3 separate regions of the Zea mays genome follow, and all the other regions are linked to region 1. The links are chromatin contacts, called in public Hi-C maps. All regions are on one chromosome and are shown on one strand. Each heading gives the region's core, a stretch centred on a gene start, on an enhancer-like site or on the middle of the called end of the contact. The rest is flanking DNA. Distances are from core to core; before and after follow the strand shown. Region 1 holds the start of LOC103640485. Region 2 has its middle 34 kb from the start of LOC100279086. Region 3 holds the start of LOC100273788 (transcriptional regulator of RNA polII SAGA subunit).

Region 1 (3,872 bases), core at 604-3,103:
CAAGGACGAGAGCAGCAGAGAGTCTCACTCAGATTTAACGTTCCTCTGAAACACGGACGGCACACGCAGCGTACGGGGACGGACGGGCGTGCTGTGGCTCACCTGCAGAGCGCGGCGGAGCGGGCGCACGGGGCCCTTGGCGGAGTGCGCGCCGAGCCAGGGGGTGTGGCGCCAGACGAGCTTGCCGTTGCAGCCGGCGTGCACCTTGCTCCCGCCCACGGCCAGCTCCATATACCACATCTCGGGCGCCATCTGCCACAGCACGAAGCGCCCGGGCTCGGCGCGCTGCGCCGCCATGCGGTTCCGGACGACGCGGCCGCCCGCCTCGAACTCGGTCGCCACCATCCGCACCTTGCCCATGGCGTACGAGTTGCGGATGGAGGACAGCAGCCTCTGCCCGCCCGACGCCGCCAGGTACTGCTGCAGTATGTACTGCGCCGACGACGTCTCCTGCGCGCGCGCGTACAATACGCCATGAGTTATACGGTTACAATACGCACTAATAAAAAAACCGAAATTTACAGCAAATGTATTTTCTTTGGGAAAAAAACAGGAAACGGTTACGGGAAACATCCGTCCGTTGCCTGTCATGTCAAAACAGGTAAGGGAAGCCACCTTTACAGCCGCAATGTGGTTTAGGAGAGATGCAAGAACTCTCCAAAACGCATCACATCAAGGATGCCCCCAATTTTTACCATAGAGAGCCCAGGCAACAAGGTTTGCCGACTGCCGAGCGAGATGTCAGAGTAGTAGACATGGGACATGGGGACAAAAGCTTCGGACGGCAAACTGGAGCAGGGAAGCTCAGGAGAAGAAGACAGCAGCTGGATTGGAGGCGCATTTTAGCTACCGAGAACCCAAATCTCGACGCCGCAACCGCAACCCCTCCCCCCAAAAGGTCACCTTTTTTCGGTTCCGGAATTCCACCGAGCAGCCACCCGGTTGCGGTTGGGGTCCAATCTAGAGCGAGAGCAGTAGAGCACGCAGGCGGAAGAGGCATGGAGTATGTAGGCGGAAGAGCTCTGGTTCGTAGTTTCTTACAATGGGGGTGTCCTTGATGCTGAGGTGCGGCAGCGGCTCAGCGGCGCAGACGTGCACGGGCGCGAGCGGCGCGCCCATGACGCCGAGCAGCAGCCTGAGGTCGTTGCGCCTGCCGGCGGCGGCGGCGGCGGCGGCGGCGCCGGAGCCAGCTCCGGCCCCGGCCTCCAGCGCCGGCGCGCGCGTGAGCTGGAGCTGGCCGCGCACCCACCGCCCCCACCCGCCTTCCTTCCTCGCGGAGCCGCCGCAGGTCGCGCCGGGGCCCGCCTCCGGATCCGGGCCCTCCATGAGCGGCGCGAGCGCCTCGCCGCCGCCCCCGAGGCGGCGCAGCGCCGCCGCCACCTCCGCGGCGTTGGACGCCGACCGCCGCCGCGCGCGCCCCGGCGACAGCCCGCGCGCCACCTCCTCCCGCAGCGCGGAGAAGAAGCCCTGCCTCTTGGCGTCCATGGATGGGATGGAGGCCTCTGGAGCTGCGCGCGCGGCGGGGATGGCACGCAAGGGACCTGTCGGCGAATTGGTGGAACCTCGAGCCCCTCCTTCCCTAGAGGAGGAGTAGGAGCGCCCCCCAGGCGTCTGCGGTGTGGAGTGTGGAGAGCGAGAGCGTGGAGCCGCGCGAGAATATATGGGAAACAGGGAAAGCTGAGGGGCCTGGATGGAAGAAGACGGCGAGCGAGGGAGCAGAGTGGAGGCGCCGACTGCGTGAAGCAGCGGGAGTGTGGACGACTGCGAGCAGGGGTTATACTGCTAGGTTTTCCCGTCACCGCCCTTGGTGAGGCTACCGCCTACCGCCTACCCTAGTGCTGGCTCCTCCTAGTTCTAGGGTTGCAAGTTGCAACCTGCTGCTTTTTCTCTCTCTCTGTCTCGCTTTTTTGATGTAGTTTTGGGTCGGTCTAGGATACCTTGATGTGGATTTAGGGTTAGATTAGAGGGTACTAGCATTATTAGACGCGAGACGTTACAGCCGGCAATCTAGACGAAGATGAGCTATCTTCTGCTTCCGGCCCTCTTTGCATTGGGCTTTAGCTTTGCTCGGATTTTTCCCAGCACAAGTGGCAACAGCAAGCAACTACAGAGAGGGGAAAAAAAGGGGGTGTCTTGACCTACTACACACCAGGTACAGGCAGGACAGGACAGTACGTCTCGCACGCAGCACAGCACAGCACAGCAGCGCAGCGCAGCGCAGCGACTGACTAGCCAGCCCTGGCACGTGGGCCCGCGCCGCGCCCTGACGGCGCCGTTAGAGAAGCTTCGGGCGGCCCTGACGGCGGCTAGCCAGCACGCCGACGTTTCCCATTGCCCGCTGGATGGAGAATTGGAGATGGAGGAAGACGCCACAGTACCACACCGCTCCTTCTAATCCTGCTTAGATTTAGATTCATTCGCACTGTCTGTCTCCGGCTACCTTTATTTTTTTCTTTAATCTCCACCGAAAGCTCAAAGAGGCGCCCCCCCATATGCCATCATGCCCTTTGATTTCCCCTTTTAATTTCGTGGAGATATGCCATCTCACCTGGCCGGAAAATATAAACAAATAGATGCATTTTAAGTTCGTTGTTTTCCCTTCATTTTCTGAAGCTAGTTTGTTTTAGGCTGAAATGGCTTTGAACTTTTTAATAGAACTAATAACAGGCGAAAGCAAGCAAGTAAAAATGTACCTAAATGCTATTGGACTGTAGTGTTAGTATTAATATAGTATATTCACTAACGAAGTTTGCTCTCTGTCTGTCTCTCATACTAGTTAGATTATCTCAACTAGACTCTCTATCTTAAACTTCTTATTACAAACAATGTAATCTATAGTACAAATCAATACTTATTCATGCTCGTTTACACGGCCTGCTGAAGACGGCCTTACTAGTATTAGGCTGTGTCGGGACCATAATTAGGTGTACCCCCAAGACTCCTAATCTCAGCTGGTAACCCCCATCAGCACAAAGCTGCAAAGGCCTGATGGGCGCCATTAAGGTCAAGGCTCAGTCCACTCAAGGGACACGATCTCGCCTCGCCCGAGCCCAGCCTCGGGCAAAGACAGCCGACCCCGGAGGATTCACGTCTTGCCCGAGGGCCCCCTCAAGCAACGGACACACCTTCGGCTCGCCCGAGGCCCAGTCTTCGCAGAGAAGCAACCTTGGCCAGATCGCCACACCAACCGACCGTATCGCAGGAGCATTTAATGCAAGGATCGCCTAACACCTTATCCTGACGCGCGCTCTTCAGTCGACAGAGCCGAAGTGACTGCAGTCACTTCGCCGCTCCACTGACCGACCTGACAAGAAAACAGCGCCGCCTGCGTCGCTCCGACTGCTGTGCCACTCGACAGAGTGAGGCTGACAGCAGCTAAGTCCAGCCTCGGGCGCCATAGGAAGCTCCGCCTCGCCCGACCCCAGGGCTCGGGCTCAACCTCGACGCTGGACGACGGACTCCGCCTCGCCCGACCCCAGGGCTCGGACACAGCCTCGGCCTCGGAAGACGGTCTCCGCCTTGCTCGACCCAGGGCTCGGACTCAACCTCGACCTCGGAAGACGGACTCCGCCTCGCCCGACCCCAGGGCTCGGACTCAGCCTCGACCTCGGAAGACGGACTCGACCTCGACCTTGGAGGAGCCTCCGCCTCGTCCGACCTAGGGCTCGGACCGACCACGTCACAGGGGGGCATCATTACCCTACTCCTAGCTAGCTCAGGCTACGGGGAACAAGACCGGTGTCCCATCTGGCTCGCCCCGGTAAAACAAATAATGATGGCGCCCCGCGTGCTCCATGACGACGGCGGCTCTCAGCCCCTTACGGAAGCAAGGAGACGTCAGCAAGGATTCGACAGCCCCGACAGCTGTCCTT
Region 2 (3,844 bases), core at 232-2,731, 140 kb after region 1:
GAGAGCCGACCCTCGCGGTTTCACAGGCGTGTGTGGTTAGGGGTTAAGGTATATGTGGGGGATAGATATCCCCTGGGTCCACTAAAGAAGTAAAAGGCCTCACGAAAAGCCCAAGGGCCCAATAATTCGTAAGGTCATTCTTTCGTGGGCCTAGGGAAAGACAACCAATAAAGAAGACGTGGGACTGATTAGTGCAAACACAGGCGGCCCACAACGTCGAACGAATGGATTACAACAGAGACCCGACTTTCCCGCGCTGAAGCCCTCATGCAACAGAGCCATGCGAGGATAAGTCGGCGAAGGTTACGTAGGGATAAACTCAAGAGGTTCACTATCTTTTAGCTACTCGTTGCTATCATATCATATGTACTGCCCCACGGTCGAATATATAAGGCCTAGGGGGCACCCCTTCAGATCGATCGACCCTATTCTACTTAGCCACCCACAAAAACTCTCTGCACCCACAAAAATCTATATGGTGCATTGCGTATGTGGGCCCAGTGTGGTCACATGGCATGACATATGACAACACTAGACACACAGACGTGACTAAGGGGGGAAGATTCCTGGATTGGGGTTGACCGACGAGAACGTCGTCTTCTAAGGAGGGTGGATTGTGATATCCTGGCCTCTGAGATGGTGATATCCTGGCTCAAGCCTTAATAGAATTAATAGAGTATTCATATCAACAAGGTGCATCTTTTTTTTCGGAAGTCTATCTCAAAAAAAACCTCCAAATTAAGTGTGCTTGGCTTGGAGCAATTTGGGATGGATGACCGATCGGGAAGTTTTCTTGGATACGCATGAGTAAAGACAAAGTGCGCATAAAAGATTTGTATTGGTACGTGAGGACAATATATAATACTAAAGAGTTGCTAGAAATAAGTACCACTGGTACAGAGATTGGACGGGGTGTTACATGAACTTAGCCTTATATCCGACCGGATTAAGGACAGCTATCAGACATAGGGCTGGTCGTCAAAATTTTCTCTATTTGCTGTTATGTAGGATGAGGTCCAGAGACTAGGGACGCACCGGCGGTGTCGTCTTCCTAGGGATAGTAATGGATGATGGATTACAATTCAAATATTTTTTTATGATTTATTTAAACTCTCAATTAATTTTAGTTAAAAAAATAAATAGATACCATTAGCATTATCAGCCCTGCGTACTCTCTCCAATAACCCGTCTTGTCGAAGCAGAAAGAGGTTGGGGATGGAGACGGTGCGGTAGGGAGCCGATGAGCCGCGGTCGCCATGCAGGTCAGAGATCGGAGATGAGGAGGGGTGCGGCCGTCCGGCTCTCAAGCACGTACGGTATGACACACATGGACGGAGCAGCAGAGGCGGCGGAGGAAGCCAGCGCCACTGCTCGCACGTGGGCGATGGTGCCCACAAGGAAGAGCTCCAGGGACCACGGTCCACAGGATGTACTCGGACTCGGAGACGTTAGAATAAAGATATTCTGGGCCAGGCCCGTGTAGGCGTCTCAAGAGAATGGGTGTGCTCGGCCTCGGCTTCTTCTTCTCTGCAGGCTCCCAGCCACTTAGGCCCGAACCGACAACCGGCCCACTATTTTAGTTGGAAGTGTATTAGTGACTCCTCTTATTTTCTTATTTTTCTCCAATAAGATAATGAAGTGCCTCTCCTCTCCCCTCTCCTTCCTTCCTCCATGACGACATCTGCAAATTCTAAGCTCATCTAAACTGTCGTCTCAGATTTTCCTGTTGGTCTACCGAGAGAGGCCATCCATGACAAACAACAAAAGTAGATATGGAGATAATAGATCATCTTGGCGTCCATTAGGGCTTGTTCTATTAGAATGGATTAAAAGGGATTGGCAAGGATTAGTACCTTACTCATCAAAATTAAATAGAGGGATTTCATTCCTTTCAGTCCCTTCAGCATGCAACCGAACAAGGTCTTAAGTGGATTGAGTAGTACGCAGATGTCATGCCATACATGACACACCGCACTCACTCACTTTGGAAGCCTAGCTTGTTCATAAAAACGTCAACGGATCGATATAGACAAAATATTGTAGAAGTTATGACTGCAGCGAACATAGATGAAAGCCACAGCAAGCAGCATCGAGCATGCATTATAGTTAGTGCTAGGAATTGGGCCGGCTCGGCCCGGCTCAAGTCTATCGTGCTTCGTGTCAAATGGGTTCGGGCCAAGAAACTCTAATTTTTTTTGGACCGTGCCATACCAACCGAAGTTTAAAACAGTGGTCCGGCTCGGCCCTAAATTATGTCGTGCTTCGTTGGACCGTGCCCGGCCCAAGCCCGACCTATATATTTGATCACATAAAATTAAAATATTACAACCATGTAAAATTCATAGCTTACTAAATTAAAGATATTAAACAATGCTAGCATTATTTGACCACATAAAGTCCAAATATCACAACAATATAAAACCTATAACTTAATAAATTAAAGAAATTAAACAACATAGACTTTATTGGGCCGTGTCGGCCTAAACCCGGTCCATCTGTACGGACCGTGCTGGGGCCCGATGGGCTAGAATTTAAGACCCGGCCTAGACTCGTCTTCATGTCGTGCTAGCCTAGTGCATATTTTTTCGTGTCGGGTCGTACTTTAGGCTCCTACTTTTGCGTCGTACTCGTGACATATTCACAGGACTAATTATAGTACGTACGCAAGCACTCAAAGGCTATTAGTGCATTATCAGTAATCATTCTTCCAGGAAGAAAGGCACTTTGGTTGAAAGACAAATGATATCGTGTAGGACAGGTCGATCAGAGCCGATTCATCAAGCATTCAGACACCACCCTTACAGATAACGTTACAAATGCTTATCGGTCTGTGCCCTTGAAGTTTACTTGGACGTTGAGGTTTTCGGAATGAGAACTATACACGTGCGGTTAATTAACTCCTTCCAGCATATAGACGGTCCTGAAGAACTCTGAAACGCCTGCAGCCACGTCCTCCTGTTAGGGAAGCCAACCCAAACGTTCGCCGGTGTCAGCATCGTTACACACAGGTGTCAGCAACTCCTATAAACAGTGTATAAACAGTATTTTACACTAGATTTTTCGAAATTTATCGGCATCAGAAGACACCAATGCTATTCGGGGCTTATTCGGTTAGCGATAAATGGATAGAGTTTTAAATTTAAATAGAAGGGGATTTAATTCACTCTAATTCTTCTTAATCCCCTCTAACCCAACATACCCTCGTAGGGTGTTTGTTTTAGAATTATAATCTATCTAGATTATATAATTTAACAAATTTTAATTAACATTTTTAATTAAGTGTTAGTTTAAAATTTGTTAGATTGTATAATTTTAGTAGATTATAATCCCAACAAATCCGTGAGGACTCATGTAAAATGCCCCCGACTTTCGCTGAAAAAAAACATGCAGAAAGGTGGATCGGCAAAGATTTGGTTTGTCAAAGCCGCAAATCTTGAAGAGTTGTTGTCCAAGCGGGCAACATGACAATTGTCCGCCTGATAGAAAAAGCATGAAAGACATGCACTAGCCACTAGCCAGCAGCTGTTATACTATACTACTGTTGTTCTATTTTGCCACATCTATATACCTAATATTGAAGAAAGAGGATTCTTCTGACCGTCCTTTTTTTATACTTTGCACAGTGCACCAATGCCCATTCATATCCTATATGCGGTCTGCATTGCATGTATGACTCGTACTCATAGAGTGAAACAATGCAGGTACAAAGTCTAGTTCCAATACGTATCGAAACCGGCTTAATTCAAAGGTCAAGAAATATTTTTAATTCTCTCTGTACTCCTGCATTAATGTACACTAGTCGGTTGCTCGTGCGTTGCGACGGCTCACAATAATACCCACGTAA
Region 3 (4,057 bases), core at 599-3,098, 220 kb after region 1:
AATCACCCTCACCCAGCCATGGGGGAGTACACACTACCCAGCCCTACAGTCAAACCACACTCTGCCTCTCATCCTAAACTCGATCAGTCCACTATACTGTTCGCCAAAAAAAAAAAACGTGGTGGAAACTAGCCGCTCCCTTATCTGCTGTGGAGATGGGAAGAAATCTTCTCGCGGATCTCCACGCGCCCCGCTAACCGAGCATTTGATAGCACTGCCGTCGAGAGATCGAGCAACGAAGCCTGGTAGCAGCAGCTTGGTTCCAAAGGAGAGCCGTTGATCAGCCCACTATTTACTGAAGCAACAGCACGGCCACGGCCACGGCCATTCGCTTGGCGCGTCGTCTTGCTGACTCTTCCCCTTGCTTTCGCAACGCCTAGACATGCCTTCAGCATTCGGCTCATGTATGCATTCAACCCAGAGTTCAAGACATCAGCACACTCTTTGGGTACGCTGAGACCTTGAGCCTTCAACCTTTCGTCAAGTAGCTTCGACAGTGACTGAGAATCTGGCAGCTCACCGTTGTTGTAGCACACGTCCGACGTCGAAGGCTCAGGATCCTGAGCCTTTAGAACGCCCAGCGGGGGCCTGATGGGGCTTCGGCTCTGCACGCAGACTGGACTACCACTACCACCACGGGCCTGGTCGACCTCCTCGCCATCCTCCACGGAGACAACCTCCTGCAAAGCTTTGCTCCCAGTCCCAGCCGACACGAACTCCCGCGCAGTCCCCGGACGATGACCGAGAGGAGACTTCCCAATCGGGCTCGGCTTATCACCGGACCACTTAGTCAGGGGCGGCCTCGCTCTCGTCACCGGCGGCGGTAAGCCACTGGTGAGCGTCCCATTGGACACCGCCGTGCTCGTCTGCGAGTTTCCGGTGGCGGCCTGCGCGCTCGGCGGCGGCCCGTCCGACACGCACGCGTTGCGGAGAATGGACTGGACGAGGGATGTGTGCAGCCTGACGTTCTCCTTCCCCAATGCAGCAGCGCAGGCCTTCTGGAACTCGTCCCTGCCGAGCTGGCAGCCCAGGAACTTGGTGAGGCTGCGGAAGTAGAGCTCGGCGCGCTGGGGCCCCAGCCGCCTCACGATCTGCGCCTTGAGCTGGACCGTGTCCACGCGGCCGAACTTCTTCGACCGCGGCTGCATCGATATCTCGCCGGCGAAAGGCACAAAATATATGCAGCCCCGCCGGCCGGACGATCTGGCCCGCTAGCTGCTCCGGGTAGAGCAGCAAACCCTAGCCTCCGCCGCCGCCGCCCACGGGCTCCAGCGATCCGCGGCGGTCGAGCTCGCCGCGACAAGCGGGCTCCCGACCACGGCCCGACGCTACCAACACCTGCCGGACCAGATCCAGAAACAGCAATTCAGCACGGAAGCACACGAACTCGGGAGGCCGCTCCACGGCCCAATTCAGCGGCGCTGCTGATAGAATCAAGCTCCGAGCAAGCCCGGACGCGGATTCTCCGATCGGGGGCGAGCTCAGAGTCTCCGACCAAATCCGTGCGGGGGAACCGCGTGGAGCGGCTCGAATTGGGGGCGGCGGTAAAAAGAATTGAGGGCGAAACGAAGCGGATTGCGTGGGGACTCACCTCGACTAGGATTCCGGCGAGATGGTGGCGCCGCTGGCGAGTCAGAATTGGGGGTGAAAAATTGGAGAGAGAGAGAAAAAATATTTCCTCTCTATCACTCTCTTTGCCCGCCGTAATTGGGAATTTTCTCCCCAAATTATTGGTTTGCGGACGACGAACAGTGGTGGGTGACGCTATTTGGTGGGTTAATGTGTCACCAGCTTGTGGGTCCTGAACGTCAGGTTCGGTGAGCGCGTAGCGAACTGGGAGTTGTTCTTGCGGTTCGCTGCCTCGCTGGTTGTCACTTGTTGTGTCAGCTTGGCACGTCCGCACGTGCCGTATTAGGCCATCACTATAGCGCATTAGTCATTGTCAGTCAAGAATTTTAGGGCATTGTTTTTAAAAACTGCTATGCGTCATATAAAATAAATAAAATTAAATTAAACATCTATTGTACAGTTTTATTGTAGTTTATTTTTTATTTTTATAGAGCTGATAAGGATGTCAAAAAAATTATTTTCCCTTTTAAAACAATGGTGTATCCATGTGGTAACCTATTAACTACAGATGAATCTCGTATGTTTTCACTGACACTGCACTTGCTGTTCATGAAAACTATGTTAATTAAAGATTTGTTTGTTCCCTCTTAGATTAATAAGTTAAATTATGTTGAAAGAATAGAAGGGTAAAATATAACTTTATGACCACAAATATCATATTATGACCATAAATATCACTTTGTTAATTACGTCATCAATGCGTGTTTGCCGCTCCTAATCGGCTAATCCTTCGATGGATCTACCAATGCAAATTTCAGCAGTTGTGCACGCAACGAAGCTACAGTGCCTACGTGCACCGTCTTTTCTCCTCTTTCTGGCCGAACGAGAATGCTAGCGTACACTACCAGAAATATGTTCTTTGCCGAGTGTCTGAAGCACTCGGTAAAGCCTAAAAAACATTCGGTGAAGGTTTTACCGAGTGTGACACTCGACAAATAGAGCTCAGCGAACTGTACATCGGCAACTGCTTCTTTGTCAAGTACTTATTATCGGGCACTCGGCAATTCGGTACTTGGCAAAAAAAAGGCGCCGTCACAGCGGCCGGTGAATGAGACGACGCCTTTGCCGAGTGTACTAGATGACACTCGGCAAAGAGAATTCCTTTGCCGAGTACATTAGGTGACACTCCACAAAGGGTTTCCCTCTTCGCCGAGTGTCCACCAGCCTAGCACATTTGCTGCACGGCATGAGACTAGTGTAGCTCCTTTAGCAGCTTCGCCATATGCCCGTTCCACGAAATCATCGGTCTTTCTAATCCATTCAGGTGTGACATAATTTCTTCCTATACGACTCGTGTACATCTACTCACGGTCATTTATCATCTAACATATATAACCGAGTATAGTATAATATAAAATGTACACTACATTCCTACCTTCTAATATGTATGCCTAGGGTGGCGGTGGAGTCAGGCTAGCGGAGCAGTGGTGGGTCGGTGTAGTGGCGACGCAAAGTGGTGCAGGTAGACCCACAACGCTAGGAAGATCTATGTAAAAAATAAACAATTCTATGAACAAAAAAATTCGGCAGCATCTCCCCTACAAAGGGAGGTTTCCAAAACCTGCAAATAAAACTAGCAGCACGATGACTGACATTCACACATATTTCAACGACATCCATATCCACCATCACATTATGCCGAATTGACACACATAGTATAAACTCACTAAACACACATACTAAACTAATTAAGCTCACTAAAGTCACTAAATTCACTACAAACATATAGTATAAACTCACTAAACACACATACTAAACTAATTAAACTCACTAAAGTCACTAAATTCACTAAACACATATACTATAAACTAAATAAACACATACTAAACTAATTAAACTTATTATACTCACTAAATTCGTCGGAGAGGGACCGGGGTAGAAGACGGGACGGTGCCGGGCCGGCGATGGTGGCGGCGGCGGCGGGTGCGGACGACGGCGCGACGGCGGTGCGCGTGGGCGACCTACGGCACGACGACGGTGGTGGGGGCGAGGGGCGGCGACGAGCGAGATTGAGTGAGAGTGAGAGAGAGATAGTGAGTGAGGGCGCTGTAACAGCTATTAAAACGTTCTTTACCGAGTGCCCGCGATCGAGCACTCGACAAAGATTTTTTTTAATAATAAAAAATACTTTGCCGAGTGCTAGATCGCGGTCACTCGGCAAAGTGCGATGTGCCAAGTGCCCACTAACAAGCACTCGACACAGATTATTTTAATATTTTTTTAAAAAAAATTTACCGAGTGTCGGGCCGGGCGACACTCGACAAACCATACTTTGTCGAGTGCCTTACGTGGACACTCGGGAAAGTTTATTTCCATTTTTCTTTTTTCAACCAAAATTTTTGTGGCTTGTTCCTACACTGTGTAGACTTACATGTTCCATTTTGGCACAATTATAAAACTATTTTCTATAGCTATTAGATTTTGTTCG

The links. Hi-C and Micro-C count contacts between places; a contact is called where the count stands out from the background.
Region 2: a Hi-C map of leaf shows a contact between it and region 1, with 3 times the contacts expected there. The contact joins the enhancer-like site here to the promoter of LOC103640485 in region 1. A contact is called at or near these places in 5 of 25 Hi-C or Micro-C datasets (ear, leaf, tassel and 1 more).
Region 3: a Hi-C map of tassel shows a contact between it and region 1, with 2.4 times the contacts expected there. The contact joins the promoter of LOC100273788 here to the promoter of LOC103640485 in region 1. A contact is called at or near these places in 2 of 25 Hi-C or Micro-C datasets (ear and tassel).

Annotation. Positions count from the first base shown.
Region 1 is chr1:164,734,706-164,738,577 of Zm-B73-REFERENCE-NAM-5.0, reverse strand. It overlaps LOC103640485, which reads right to left and starts at 1,853. Exons shown (of 3, transcript XM_008663085.4): 1 at 1,042-1,853; 2 at 103-450. The coding sequence starts at 1,485.
Region 2 is chr1:164,592,973-164,596,816 of Zm-B73-REFERENCE-NAM-5.0, reverse strand. No RefSeq gene overlaps it. Among protein-coding and RNA genes, the nearest start is that of LOC100279086, 34 kb to the right of the region's middle. Within about 2 kb of position 1,481, at least 17 of the 20 cell types and tissues checked have an H3K27ac peak or open chromatin away from gene starts, as enhancers often do. A contact at or near this core is called in ear, leaf and tassel, where this site is marked.
Region 3 is chr1:164,518,893-164,522,949 of Zm-B73-REFERENCE-NAM-5.0, reverse strand. It overlaps LOC100273788 (transcriptional regulator of RNA polII SAGA subunit), which reads right to left and starts at 1,848. Exons shown (of 2, transcript NM_001148190.2): 1 at 1,592-1,848; 2 at 1-1,338. The coding sequence starts at 1,148. The coding sequence ends at 141.